Regions from separate parts of the Pan troglodytes genome. Here region 2 is linked to region 1. The links are chromatin contacts, called in public Hi-C maps. All regions are on one chromosome and are shown on one strand. Each heading gives the region's core, a stretch centred on a gene start, on an enhancer-like site or on the middle of the called end of the contact. The rest is flanking DNA. Distances are from core to core; before and after follow the strand shown.

The links. Hi-C and Micro-C count contacts between places; a contact is called where the count stands out from the background.
Region 2: a Hi-C map of induced pluripotent stem cells shows a contact between it and region 1, with 1.9 times the contacts expected there. The contact joins two enhancer-like sites. A contact is called at or near these places in 3 of 7 Hi-C or Micro-C datasets (induced pluripotent stem cells and stem cell-derived neural progenitor cells).

Annotation. Positions count from the first base shown.
Region 1 is chr2:50,711,382-50,714,677 of NHGRI_mPanTro3-v2.0_pri, reverse strand. TMIE (transmembrane inner ear) reads right to left here. Exons shown (of 4, transcript XM_054681728.2): 2 at 546-663. Among named protein-coding and RNA genes, the nearest start is that of ALS2CL, 12 kb to the right of the region's middle. Within about 2 kb of position 1,252, at least 1 of the 24 cell types and tissues checked has an H3K27ac peak or open chromatin away from gene starts, as enhancers often do. A contact at or near this core is called in induced pluripotent stem cells, where this site is marked.
Region 2 is chr2:50,855,545-50,859,114 of NHGRI_mPanTro3-v2.0_pri, reverse strand. No RefSeq gene overlaps it. Among named protein-coding and RNA genes, the nearest start is that of MYL3, 15 kb to the left of the region's middle. Within about 2 kb of position 1,929, at least 2 of the 24 cell types and tissues checked have an H3K27ac peak or open chromatin away from gene starts, as enhancers often do. A contact at or near this core is called in induced pluripotent stem cells, where this site is marked.

The DNA of each region.
Region 1 (3,296 bases), core at 3-2,502:
CATTTCTGCTGCGACTTTGCATCAAGAAGCTCCCAGAGGCCAGGAGAGGAATGGGTTTCCTGCTTTTAATTGAGGCGGGTGTGAGTCACTCCCGGAAAATGGTATTTGACAAGGCAGGGATCGAAGCCTGGGAGCCACATCTGCTGGGTGTCTGGGGAGCCTCTAGTGGAGGATGGCCTTGCTGGGGCCCCTGGGTGTGGGCCTTTAAGCTGGCCAAACTGCAGGAAAAGCATCAGGAGGCCAGCCATAGGGAAAAATGACACGTCCTCGTCCCAGTCCTTGGTTCAGTGGAGTTCCCTGTAATTACCATAATTGCCATGTGGCTACCTCCCTGGGTCCTGCAGAATACTTCAGGTCACCACCGGCCTGTCAGCCCTCTACGGGGAGTTTGTGTGGATCAGGAGGTGCCAGAAACCACCGCGGGTCTCCTGCGGGTGCCTGGCCTACTTGCACTGCCCGGAATTGCTGCTCTGAGCCCTCTGGGGGGCAGGGGGTGCTGTGTTCCCACTGCAGTGTGGTGGAGAGGGAAGGGAACAGCTACTCACTGATGGACAACACGAAGAGCGAAAAGATGCCCACCACGTGCCACAGGCGCATGTCCCAGAACACCACTGTCTCCTTGGTCAGCGGAGGCGGCTTGGGCTTGGGTGGGGCCGTGCTGGGCTGTGGGTCAGGAGAGAGGGGAGTGAGTTAGGCAGAGGCCAGCTGGCTGGAACCAGCTGAGAAGGGCCCAGGTCTCAGCAAACACTCAGCCCAAGCATATCAGAATCTCCTAGAATCAACTCTCTTAAGCATGCGCTACCAACACCCTAGACCTTGGAAAGTTCCAGATTTAGAGCAAGAGAACTGAGCAGAGCCAGGTACTTGAAGTGGGAGGGTGGTTGATGCTTGGGGAAACCAAGGCCTGGAGGAGCAAATGTGGATGGCTTGTCCTGGCCAGGTTCAAGGCCCCTATGAACACACCCTCCTACTCCAGTCCTGGGCTCCACCCAGGCAGATGGGGTCTCAGGACCAAGGCCAGAGACAAGGCGAGGCCTGGGGGGTGCTGGCTAACTGGCTTTGCTCTCACATCTCCCCAGTGAGGGTGGGGTGTGGAGCTAGGAGTCTGGGCCACATAGTTCTGCCAGCTGGCCTGGACCCCTGCCAGGTGGCCTCCTTTGGTCGCCTACCCTACTAGGAGTCACTCTGAACAGAAGACTCTCCCAGAGTGTCCACAGGACAGGCACTGGATAAATAAAAGGTCTGCAGTGCTGTGGCGACACCTGGAGGCCAAAAGGCAGAAGTGCGGCTGTAGCAAGCCTGAATAGAGCACAGCCAGACACTCCCACTTTCCAGATGGACATGACCCTGCCCTGGGGGACTGAGGGGATAGGACACTGCCCCAGGGTCTAGAGGACACAGTCCTGCCCCAGTTCTGAGAGGACATGGCCTCATCCTGGATATCTAAGGGACATGGCCCAGCCCCAGGTCTGAGAGGACACAGCCCTTCTCCTGGGTGTCTAGGGGACATAGTTCTGCCCAGGTCTGAGGGGAGACAACCCTGCTCCTGGCTGTCTAGGGACATGACCCTGGCCCTGGGTGTCTAGGGGACGTGGTCCACCCTGGGTGTCTAGGGACATGACCCTGGCCCTGGGTGTCTAGGGGACATGGTCCACCCTGGGTGTCTAGGGACATGGTCCTGCCCTGGGCATCTAGGGGACATGGTCCTGCCCTGGGTGTCTAGGCGACATGGTCCACCCTGGGTCTCTAGGGGACATAGTCCACCCTGAGTGTCTAGGGACATGGTCCACCTTGGGTGTCTAGGGGACATGGTCCTGCCCTGGGTGTCTAGGGACATGGTCCTGCCCTGGGTGTCTAGGGGACATGGTCCTGCCCTGGGTGTCTAGGCGACATGGTCCACCCTGGGTCTCTAGGGGACATAGTCCACCCTGAGTGTCTAGGGACATGGTCCACCTTGGGTGTCTAGGGGACATGTTCCTACCCTGGGTGTCTAGGGACATGGTCCTGCCCTGGGTGTCTAGGGGACATGGTCCACCCTGGGCGTCTAGGGGACATGGTCCTGCCCTGGGCGTCTAGGGGACATGGTCCTGCCCTGGGTGTCTAGGGGACATGGTCCTGCCCTGGGTGTCTAGGCGACATGGTCCACCCCGGGTCTCTAGGGGACATAGTCCACCCTGAGTGTCTAGGGACATGGTCCACCTTGGGTGTCTAGGGGACATGTTCCTGCCCTGGGTGTCTAGGGACATGGTCCTTCCCTGGGTGTCTAGGGGACATGGTCCACCCTGGGTGTCTAGGGACATGGTCCGCCCTGGGTGTCTAGGGGACATGGTCCGCCCTGGGTGTCTAGGGGATATGCTTCGCCCTGGGTGTCTAGGGGATATGCTTCACCCTGGGTGTCTAGGGACATGGTCCACCCTGGGTGTCTAGGGGACATGGTCCGCCCTGGGTGTCTAGGGACATGGTCCTGCCCTGGGTGTCTAGGGGACATGGTCCTGCCCTGGGTGTCTAGGCGACATGGTCCACCCTGGGTCTCTAGGGGACATGGTCCACCCTGAGTGTCTAGGGACATGGTCCTGCCCTGGGTGTCTAGGGGACATGGTCCACCCTGGGTGTCTAGGGGACATGGTCCGCCCTGGGTGTCTAGGGGATATGCTTCACCCTGGGTGTCTAGGGACATGGTCCACCCTGGGTGTCTAGGGGACACGGTCCTGCCCTGGGTGTCTAGGGGACACAGCTCTACCCTGGGTGTCTAGGGGACACAGTCCTGCCTAGGTCTGAAGGGACATGGACCCACACTGTAGAATTTGAGTAAGATCTGTCCCTGACCAGAGATGGATATGACCCCATGTCTGTCACTTAGTGTGGCTGAGGGACAGGGAGAGGGGTCTGTCCTCTGAGGGAGAGAGAACCCTGGGGCATATGAGCGAGATGTTGTGCACTGATTACCAAATAAGGACAGACACGAGAAGTCCCTTCTGGTTCTCTGAGAAGAAAGGCAACCTGTAGTTCGACCATCCAGCCCTTCTTCCCCCAGGTCCATAAACATGGATTAGGCATCTGTCATGAGCCAGGCGCTTCTTCATCTAGTGAATGCCACCCTTCAGCATGGGTTGCAGAACTCAAGAGAGGATCAGCAATCTGTCCCAGGTAACCCAGAGGATCTGTGGGCTGGGATTGGTACCTGATTCTCAGGCTCTTTTCTCCCTGCCAGGGTGAGCTATTGACAAGAAGACACCATTCCTCAGTACTTTCCCCTGGATATATGTGTGGGGTCAGACATGTACATAAAGTTGGGG
Region 2 (3,570 bases), core at 680-3,179, 140 kb before region 1:
TATCTGGGATCCTGAGATTCTGAGTGTCCCCAAACCTCTGGATGTCCATACCTGTTTCCACCTCTGGGGCCTGCAGCTGGAGGTGGGGAAGCTCATGGCAGTGACCTCTCATCCATAGCTGAAGCACAAGGTGTGGGATGGTGGCTGCTGTGGCAGGAAGGCAAATGTTCAATGGCTTCTAGCCCCGGGAAAGGTGGATGGATCTTGAGGCTGAGGGATGAGAGGGGAAGCAAGGTTTCCCTCTGTATGGCCCAGGCTCAGTGGGGGGCCCTGGGCTGGGAGCTCTCAAGAGGGTGACATGGCCGGATCCCAAGCTCTAGGCTGGGACAGCTCTATTGCTGGAAAGGGGCCTGCTCTGAGGGCTGACTCAGGCTCTGTGCAGTCCGTCTTCAAGAGGGGGCCTTTCTCATAGTGATGGAGTCCTTGGGGTGTTTCACAGAGTAGAGCTGGACGTATGGGAGGGCTCTCGGCTCCCAGGCTTGCAGTGGACTCCAAGAATCCTCTGGGGCCACATTACAGAGTCACCTCTACCCTCCTGGGCACTCGAGAATGCTACCATCAAGCCCCAGGCCTGAGTGGGCATGCCCAGTGATAGGGTGAGTGTGGGCAAGACAGCCTGAGTGCTGACAGGGACATCCAGACTCAGTTTCCAGGTCCCCGGGTTGCCTGCCCCACTTGGACCCCTGCCCCATTTTCTCCTGGGGCCAAAGTCCCTCCTCCAACCTCTTTTCCAGGGCAAGTCTGACCAAGCTGCTGCTTGCTTAAATGCAACAGGGATCTTAGCCCTTGCTAAGGAAGCTCTGCATGGGCAGCTCTCAGATGTAGGGGAGAAATCTGTCTAGGGCCTCCCTGTTTCTCTGAAATTGAGTCTCCAGAACTGTTTCTCCCCTGGCTGGCCCCTTTGTGGTTCACTAGGCTGACCCTGGCCCTGCTATTTTCTAGGGATGGGCCTTGCCCTCTGTAAGGCCACTGACTCAGTGAGGGCTCAGTTTGCCAGGGGCCTGAGCAGGGCAGGGACTTTGATAATTCTTCTAGCACCTGCTCCAGTGGGGGAGGCAGGGGTTGTGTTTGTGTTATGAAGGGACCACTGTGGTCACCTGTGTGGAGGGTGGAACAGAGTGGGTGCAGAGAGGCAAGAAGACAGTGTTATGGGAGGGTGACTGCGGCACTTAGGGGAGGATAAGTTCAGGTGCAGACTGTTGGGGAAGAGCCCTGCAGGTCTCCCTGGGGTGCTACCCTATCCATCTCTGGCCTTAATTCTCCTCCTGTGCCGGGCTGGAGGTGTTGGAGACTCTGGTGTTCTGAGCCCTAGAGAGGCCCCTTCTGGACTCTGAGCTTCGGGCTGGGGGCGGTTGGGGGAGGCGACAGCTGCTTTGAAATGTGGAGAATAATAAAGTGAGGAATGTCTGAGCTCAGGGGAAAAAAAAAACCCTGCTCGCCAGGCCTCCCACCCAGCCGAGCATAATGAATTAAGTATAGGCAGGCACGTTTCATGTGGGGGTGTGGGTTGGGGGAAGCAAGAAGGCCCCAAATGAGAAACAGGGTCCTGGGCAGGCTGCCGGTTGCTGGGGGTTCTGGGCATCTGACCCGACCCCTGGGGATGCCCTCACTCCCCAGAAGCTTCCCCTCCACCTTCCCTTGGTCTGTATGGGTGAATGGGTGGAATGTGTCCCAACCGTATGTTGACATCTGACCTCAGGCTGCACGCTGGTGCTAACCCTGTCCCCAAAAGGCCAGAAATAGGAGAAGGTGTGGTTGACTCGGAGGGATCATCTCTTCATTCTCACCCTTCTACATGCATTTATTGAACACCGATGGCATGCCTTCTCCATGCTGGATGATGGAGTCAACGCTGCCCCCTGTTGGACTGACTGAACCTGCAATCCTGCCCATCAGCCTCTGGGGAGCAAGCCCTGAGGCTTTGGAATGCGTCCTGCTTCCAGTCTCCCAGCCCTCCACTTCCTCTGGCCAGTTCCTCACATATCCCCTCTGCTCCATGTGAGTTCATCCTCCCTTCCCACCCTTATGTCCTTGGCACCAGCTCAGCCTCCCTGCCCCAATCTCCCTGGGGCTTGGACATCAGTGGCTTCCAGGCCCATGCTTTCAGGTTGTTACTCATGCTGTTTCCTTTTGCTTATCTGCCTGGTGGACCTCATTCATTGAACGCCAAGACTGCTTTATAAAAGACCACACCGGCCAGGCGCGGTGGCTCATGCCTGTAATCTCAGCACTTTGGGAGGCCGAGGCAGGCGGATCACTTGAGGTCAGGAGTTCAAGCAGCCTGGCCAACAATGCAAAACCCTGTCTCTACTAAAAATAGAAAAATTAGCTGGACGTGGTGGTGCGTGCCTGTAATCCCAGCTATGCAGGAGGCTGAGGCAGGAGAATTGCTTGAACCCCAGAGGCGGATGTTGTGGTGAGCTGAGATCAAGACACTGCACTCCAGCCTAGGTGACAGGGTGAGTGAGACTCCATCTCCAAAAAAAAAAAAAAAAAAAAAAAAAAAAGACCTCCCCTTCCCAGAGTGGCCCAGGGAATAGTAGGTAAGTAACTGAGCCATCAGCGAAAGGGCAGATTCTCAGCCAGGGAGCCAGAGAGTGGTGGAGGCAGGTAGTAGGGCTGTTCCTTGGGCTGTCCAGCAGGGAATCTTGCCTCCCAGCCTCTGCCGGCTTGGGGCAAGACTCCCACTTTATTTTTAAGAAGTCTGGCCTGGAACTTGGAGCTCCTTGAAATATTCTCCCCTACAGTCCCTTCTCTCCCCCACCCACTTTAATGAAAACCATTGTTTTTCAAGCACATGTTAATTAAAAAGCAAACATGTTTTGCTAAGTAATTTGGAAGCTCTGGTTCTGCAAACCATAGCCATTCCAGTTAAATAACATCCCTCACCCAGCTTGCCCCAGTGTTTTGGGAGCTGAAGACCCCCGTGGGTACTGCAGATGCACTTTACAGTTTAGGCACCCTGTGGTGGACTGGTCAGGATAGGGTGTCCTCTCTATCTCACAGGTGGGGACATGGAGGACCCAAGCTCCTGGCAAGTTCAGCCCCACCAGCCCTCTGCAATCCTGTGCTTTGGGCCCAGGGGAAATAGCTGGTAAGGAGGGGTGAAAGACTCATGTGCGCCATCCTGCAGGCAAGGTCACTGTCTCAGAGCCATGGCCCAGCTGTAGGGTGAAGGGAGGAGGATGGGAGCATGACAGCCCTGTGAGCCCAGGCGGGAAGGCTGGCAGGTGCTGCATGGCCTGGGCTACCTCCCATAGTTCCCAGTGCAGCTGGGTGACATCTACCCGAAGCTGGGATAGTAGGTCGCTGAGGTGAGTGCCCAAGGTGAGGACTGGCCTGATGGGTGGAGGGAACCTTGGATGCTCCGAAGCACCCGCTCCAGCCCAGCTCCCCACCCAGTGTCTGGTGATCAATATCACTACAGTGCCCATATCCCCACCTTGGCTCCGGTCCTTGGGAGTGCTGGGGTTCTGAGGCCCTTCACACAGGGCGGTACCCTCAGGGCCCATCACAAGGTGCTGGGGCCACTAAGGTTCAAGGTTCAGTGACCTCCAGCCTTCCTGTTCC